2 separate regions of the Hordeum vulgare genome follow, and region 2 is linked to region 1. A link is a contact called in public Hi-C data. All regions are on one chromosome and are shown on one strand. The core of a region is the stretch at or near the end of the contact, and the rest is flanking DNA. Distances in the headings are between cores, read along the strand shown. Region 1 has its middle 93 kb from the start of LOC123397588. Region 2 has its middle 120 kb from the start of LOC123396527.

Evidence for each region. Hi-C and Micro-C count contacts between places; a contact is called where the count stands out from the background.
Region 2: a Hi-C map of seedling shows a contact between it and region 1, with 5 times the contacts expected there. The contact joins two enhancer-like sites. A contact is called at or near these places in 2 of 6 Hi-C or Micro-C datasets (leaf and seedling).

What each region holds. Positions count from the first base shown.
Region 1 is chr5H:67,520,589-67,524,323 of MorexV3_pseudomolecules_assembly, forward strand. No RefSeq gene overlaps it. Among protein-coding and RNA genes, the nearest start is that of LOC123397588, 93 kb to the right of the region's middle. Within about 2 kb of position 1,918, at least 3 of the 3 cell types and tissues checked have open chromatin away from gene starts, as enhancers often do. A contact at or near this core is called in leaf and seedling, where this site is marked.
Region 2 is chr5H:67,954,204-67,957,938 of MorexV3_pseudomolecules_assembly, forward strand. No RefSeq gene overlaps it. Among protein-coding and RNA genes, the nearest start is that of LOC123396527, 120 kb to the right of the region's middle. Within about 2 kb of position 1,753, at least 3 of the 3 cell types and tissues checked have open chromatin away from gene starts, as enhancers often do. A contact at or near this core is called in leaf and seedling, where this site is marked.

The sequences.
Region 1 (3,735 bases), core at 668-3,167:
GGGTGATTCTACCCTGAATGTTTCGTAATAAAGTTGTGTGCTTTATCTTCAAAAAAAATATTCAAGAAAGAAAAAACTAAAGCTAAACTTAGCTGAAGATCTGTTCTGATCACCTGTTTCCTCTTGTTGCCTTGGTTCAAAGATGCAAATAGATTGAAGGGTTGCAAGAAGGTTGGATGGGATGGGGACGAACTTGGTACAACTCTCGATCTTTTCGCGCCACGCCGCACACAGAATGGTGGTTGATAGTGGGCCACACGCCGCACAACGGTCTAGCCAAACTAACTTGGCGCCCCTCCCCAATAGTGTTTACAACAACTTTGATGCAACACAATAGTTATTGATGCCTTCCAAGCCTAACATGGAGAAGACACTGCTGGACTGCTGGACTGCTGGACTGAGTGTTCACATAAATTCATTTACAAAAAAAGTTTTTAGACTTTATAGGCTTTGAAATGTTAATCATAAGAAAATGTAGATTCATGGATAAATCAGGAGAAACATTTTGCTTTGTTGGAAGACCACAAATTTTATTGCGAAACTCATACATATATAAACCACTTAAGAACCTATTTGGAAGAAGAAATTACATCTATTTTCAAATTATTTGGAGGTAGGGCAACCAATTACGCATGCCAGCATGTGCCGGAAGTTGTGCCCCGTCCAGATAGGCGGCACGCCTCACGGTTGTGGCGGAACGGCACGACGTCATCGTCGTACCGATGGTTAAACAGGTCCTGCTGTTGTTCGACGAGGATGCCCAACTAGTACGTGTTGTTGGTCGCTTACTCCGGTGGCATCCTCACATCCGACGGCATGTATGCTTAGAACGCGGTAATGGCCCATCGCATGGCGGGCGTGCCGACGTCGCGAATTTGCGCCACCGACACGCCTGCAAGGCGTAGGTTCTAGCCCTTCGCCAACCGCATGTCTGATGATGCCATGAGGCGGAACCACACCAGCTCCTTCGCGCCCGCGACGAACAGGCTGCAGGAGGGCCAGCTGCTATTATCAGTCTCGCGGTCGTGACACGACATCGCAGCGGTGGTGGAGGTGGAACCGACTGACTCTTTGGAAGGGAGGCGTCGAACGATTGTGAAGGTGGACAACGCGGCGAGTTGTGTGCGACAACGGGATGTGTGTGAAAAAGGGGACTTAAACTAGAGAGAGGGCGGGGAGGTTGGTGACCGCGGGTGGCTGGTCCATTTTTCAAACTCGGGAATATGTTTGGAAATTAGTGAAAAAATTTCGAACTCACTTAATATTTTACCTGAAATTCATGAACATTATTTGAATTCCCAAGTATTTGCAAAATATCAATTTTTTTGAATTCGTGAACATTTTTGGTATTTGAAATTTCCAAAAATCTTGAAAAAATATATTAATTTTCATTTTGAAAACATTTTTTAAATTGTCAAACGTTTATTAGAATTGCTAATGTTTTTGGAATATTTTAGATTTCTTGAATTCAGAACATTCAAGTTCGTGAACATTTTTAATATTCACGAACATTTATGGACTCAGAAACATTTTTATAAATAAGCAAACATTTTGTGATTTCCAGAATATTTTTTGGATTCAGACACATTTGATTTCAAATTCATTGACATTTTAAGATTATGCAAGCATTTTTTTCAAATTCACAATCTGTTTTGAAATTTGGAACATAAAATCCCGAAATAATTTGAAAGAAGGAAAAGAAAAGGAAATGGAAAACGAAATGAGGCGTCCCGCCCTAAACATGGGCTGGGCCAAACATTCATGCTGGTAAGCACAGGATGCGCGTTTCCTACCGAGTGCTCCTCTTCAGCTCGTTGTGTGCAAGTTGGCGCGGAATTACCGGAAAATTCTATTTAGCGCCACAGGCGTTCGTTATAGTGCAACGCGTGCAGCGCCCCGCGCTGGGCCGACCTGAACATGGGCTGGCCCAAACATTCATGCTCGTAAGCGTGGGATGCGCGTTTCCTACCGAGTGCTCCACTTCAGCTCCTTGTGCGTCAGTTGGCGCAAAATTCCTAGGAAATTCTATTTGGCGCCACATGCATTTATTACAGTGTAATTTTGCTAACGGACACGTGCAGCGCCCCGCGCTGAGCCATCCTGAACATGGGCTAGCCCAAACATCCATGCTGGTAAGCGCAGGATGCGCTTTCCCTACCGAGTGCTCCACTTCAGCTCCTTGTGCGCCAGTTGGTGCGGAATTCCCGGGAAATCCTATTTGGCGCCACAAGCGTCCGTTACAGTGCAATTATGCCAACGGGCGACTGTAGCGCCCCGCGTTGGACCGACCCATCTTCTTTCTTTCTGTTTTGATGAGAAACAAAGGACTAGCGCACGACGAATCGAACTCCCAATCTCCACCTCGGGTTAACACGCAGTAACCACTGCACCCGACTTGATTACTAATTTTCTTTTGCTCTTTTCTTATTTCCTTTTTTGGTTTTTGTTTTTTCTTCTGTTTTTCGCTTTTTGCCTCTCTTTTTTCGTTTTCGGTTTTCCTTTTTTTTCTTCCTTGCTCGATGATTCTTTTTATAGTTCGTGAACTTTTTCTTCAAGTGGATGAATTGTTTTTCAAATTCGCTGACCTTTTGTCAAAATTGATGAACTTTTTTCAAAATCGAATGAACATTTTTTTTTTCTGAAATTCAATGATTTGTTTTAATTTCGTGAACTTTTTTTAATTTTGATGAACTTTAATCAAATTGGATGGACTTTTTTAAAATTTCGATGAACTTTTCTCAAATTTGATGAACTTTTTTCGAAATTAATGAAATATTTTTTAATTCGATGAAGTTTTTTCAAATTATATGAACTTTTTAAAAAATCCGATGAACTTTTTGCAAATTCAATGAAATTTTTATGAAAACCGATTAGCTTTTTTCAAATTTGATGAACTTTTGTCAAAATCACTGAACTTTTTGTAAAAAATAATGAACCTTTATCAATTGCGATAAACATTTTTCAAATTTGATTTATTTTTAAATCTATTAACATTTTTTTCCGTTTGAAGAACTTTTTTTTGCTAAATCAGTGTATTTTATTTTAAAAAAATCAATGAACGTTTTCAGGGTCTACAGGGGCGCCAGATCTGTTTGATGGGCCCACCCAACACAGGCGGATGCAGGAGCTAGCAGGGCAAACAGGTGCCTGCAACGCCGTATAGAAGGTTCCCCTAAACTCCGCTTACCGGCCACCTCCTGATGACGTACATGCGACGCTAGCCACCCCGACTGAATCGTGGACATGAAGAAATAAAAACGCGAAATGTAAAAAGAACTAACAGCGACGACGAAACTTAAAACTAGTTCCCAAAAACTTATGTTTTTTTTTTCCCGGTTTTCATCTCTATCTTATTCTGTTGTTTTTTTCTATGTTTTTCTTCCCGATTTTTATATTAATTCCCTTTTTCTTTTTATGCTTTTAAAAAAGTACAAATATTGGTTAGTATTTTCAAAAATGTTCTTGTTGTCAAAATTTCTTCATGTTTTTGAAATAATGTTCATACTAAAAAAAAATTATAATATAAAGATGTTCCTGTTTTCAAATTTTGAAAAGGCTGGAGAACAAAAAATTTTAAAAAAGTTCCAAATTTGTTCTCGATTTAAGAAAAAATGGAAAATATTTAAAAACTTGTTCGCTCTTCCAAATTTGTTCACATTTTTTCAAAATTGTTCTCAAGATTCAATGTTCATGCTTTAAAATTGTGTTCCAGCTTTCAAATTTGATCTCAATTTT
Region 2 (3,735 bases), core at 503-3,002, 430 kb after region 1:
AGGATGCGCCGCTTGGGGAATATGGATACAACGACATGGACGACGGGGTACACGGTGGCGGCGAAGAAGAGGAGGAGGAGGAGCTACAGGAGATTGGAGGGGAGGTCTTCGAGGCATCGCAATCCACGACAGGGTATAGCAAGAGGAAGAAGGCTGTGTCACTCGATGCCATCCACGGCACCGACCAAACCGGGAAGAGGTATTGGCAAAGGATAGAAGACAAGTTCTTCTGGTTGATGCCAAACAATGTCGGCAAAACACCACGCACATATAGATCACTCCAATGTCATTGGGATGTGATCAAGCCGACGGTTAGCCGGTGGTGTGGATGTTTGGAGCAAGTCTACAATGCTCCTTCAAGTGGAACCAATTAAGCTGATTGGGTGAGTGTTTTATCAGCAACCATCATATTGTTTGCAAATGATAGTGCTTTAACATAGTTCCTTTGGTTGTAGGAGAAAATTGCAGCCGGAAGGTATAGAGACATGCCGGCATCCAAGGAGAAAACCCTTTGCATTTGAGCATTGTTGGGTGATGTTTAGTGAGAAATGGAAGGTGAGGGACAAAGAAGCACTGTCGAAGAAAGGTGCCTTCACCTTGTTGGATGATGAGGATGATGATGAAGAAGAGAGGAACAAGGGTAGGCCGGATGGCACCAAGAAGGCCAAGGACAATATGAGGAAGGATTCGGAGGCATCAAGTTTGAGAGAGAAGATAGACCATATTGTGAAGTCAAATGAGTTGATGGTCACCATGACTATTGAAGCAAAAAAAAGAGTTGGCAATGAAGAGGTCTCAAGAGAAAGAGGAGAAGTGGCATCAAATCAAGGAGAGCAAGTTGCGGAAGGTGGCCATTGAGGACAAAAGAGCCCAAGCCGAGGAAACCAAAGCTCTCGCCAAGCTCATTGCCGAGGAGAACAAGATCATGACCATGAACCGCAATGAGATGGATGAGATAACCTTGGAGTGGCATGATTTGATGAGAAAGGAGATCTTGGAGCGAAGGAGGACGGCCCCATCGGTGTTGTTGGTGGTGGTGGTGCTTGATGGTTCTTCATCATGGTTTTTCCACTTTAATGTGGTTCTTTTGATGCAAAAACGATCTATTGGGTTGTTTGGATGCTTAAAACTATATTATTTGCTATTTGTATGTAAGAACTATGTTGAATTTTTTAAATTTTCATATTCATTGCCGAAATTTCTTTTTATTTATGCAATTATGTTTTTACGGTTTATAGGTTCACTTTTGGCTGCGGTAGAATAGACATCGCATTGCCGAACTGTAAAACAGAATGGACCGATAAACCGGTTCTTCATGCCCCGCATCACGGGTTTGCAGGCTGACGGAATGCGGTGTCTCCTATGAAACCGAGTCAATAGATGGTAGGTATACAAGTGCGCCTAGTGCGACAACACCTCAAAAATTGGGTGCGTATGTGCCTACTTAGTCTTCATTTGGTACCATCAATCAGCGATTGACATGACACTGGTCTACTGGTACGCATTGGCGGCCACTAATTTGCCACTCACGCCGACGTGTCAAACGGTGGCATGCACCCTTTCCAAATCAGTGAAGAAAAGAGAAACGGAAGAAACATCTATTGCCTTCAAAATTATACGTGTGACGACTCTAGGGACAAGGTTGGTGCTGGTGTGGTGTCACTTGCGATAAGATCGGGATTAGCGGCAGTACAGATGGGAAGGCGGAACGTCCGTCCGTCCTTGGATCTGTATCTTTTGAGCCGTCAGCGTCAGCCGTAGCCTTTCTTCTGTATCTTTGGCAAACGTCCTTGTCTTACGTGACCTGGAGCTGGGACCTGGAAAGTCGAAAGTGGAAACCCAAGGGGGAAAAGATAGGGCGGCATTGAACACCTTTTGGGCCTAAATCAAGACGGTTGCTAGTTTAAGCCTGCTGCGAGCTACTTACCCCCTTTGGGCCGTTGGGCACCGCACCAAACTTTGTTCTTTCACTAACCTTGGTGCTTTCGCCAGTCTAGCCCCAATGGGTGTGTTTTTTCTTCTTCTTCTTGCGAGATGTTCATGTTAAATTCCACGTGCCTCCACCACTTCTGTCCCTTTGTATGCCATTCCTAGAGGCTCAGCTGGAGGATATGCTAGTATCATGTTCTTATGAAACCCTCATATATATACATGCTGCATAGGGAGTGTTGATTATTTGTAAAGCTTGACAATGGCTCTCCTTGACTGAGGTTTGTAAGGCGATTTCAGTTTTGCAGATTTTAATTCTTTTCAGGAGCGGAACACTTTTTTTGTTGTTGGAGGGGGGCAGTTTTTTTGCTGGAGCCTTTTTCAGTGACAATTGAGGCTTCGAGCTGGCATTGTGAAGTGGCAAATAGCGACAAACTATAATGTTTCTTTGGCCAGTTTTTAGTGTTTTCTTATTCCATGTTCCCTTGTCCTTTTATAGTTTATGTACGTTGTTTATTTAGATTTACGGTGCTCTTTTTCTTTTCTTTTTCTATGTTTCTTCTTCTTCTTCTTTTTTAGTGTTTTATATTTGTTGGTGTCATTTCCCCCTTTCTTTGTTTGCATGAAATACACTGACATTTTTTAAGTGCGCGAACATAAATCTAGTTATGCCTGAATCAAAAAAAAGTTAATCCAGATACAAGGCTCAAATTTTGTGTTTGATTTTTTTTTCTTTGCAGATTTCATATTCAATTTTTTAGAATAGAAATATTGAGATTATTTTAATTTTTTTATTCAGTTAACCATCGTAGCAACTTCTGATAGACCCATGTAGCAACATTTAGTCGCGTAAAATCTATTCTAGGCATGAATCAAGCTATGATTAGATTAGATGGTTAGAAAGACAGTGGTAACTTCAGCCCACCATGGTTCAAGTCTTGTACTTGATAATGGTGCTCGTCTTTTTCTTAATTTATTTCAGCCTTTTCGACGATGTTCGTGCTTTGGGGAAGACGTTTTCGTTGATGTTTGAGGTGATTTCGTCAATCTTAAGATGCTATGTTGGCTTGGTCTTTTGGAGGTGTTCATATGGATAAGTTATGTGTGTGCGTTTATAGAGGTGATTATATGCTCGTTTATGTGAGCAGCTTCAATTGTAGTGGTAAAGAAAACTATTCTAGACTCCATGATCTTTTACGGTTGAAAATCTAAAGAACTGACAGTTTCAGTATGGTACATAGTGTTTTTTTATTTCAGCCTTAATTTTGTCCATTTATTTAATATTGGTTTCCTTTTTATTTAATTTTTCCATGAATTTAAAATATATTTTTAAGGACATTCAAATTTATAAAACACAGTAATTTATTTAAACGACTTTCATGAATTTTAAACAAATATCATGTATTTCAAAAGGCATCATAAATTGGAAATGTGTTATTAAACTATTTTTTTGGAAATATTCATGATTTCCTTTAAATTTGTTGCTTAAAACTTGCAAAATATTCATCAAATTTAAAAATAATCATAAAATTGAAAATAAAAATTGGAAAATGAATACTTAAAACAAATGAACTGAAAATAAAAATAAAAATAAAAATAAATGTAAAGATTAAACCAGTGTCAACTAGTTGGAAAAGTAAGAAAGACTCAAATATAAAACTCGTAGAAAACCTAGCAGAAAACACACACGAATGTGTTGTGGAGCTCCCTACAATGATCAAGTGCATGCCCACTAGGGTCCGACCCATTAAGCACTGCAAGCTCACTCGCTCACTCGCTCGTTCGTTGGGGAGCTCCTAGGTGGGG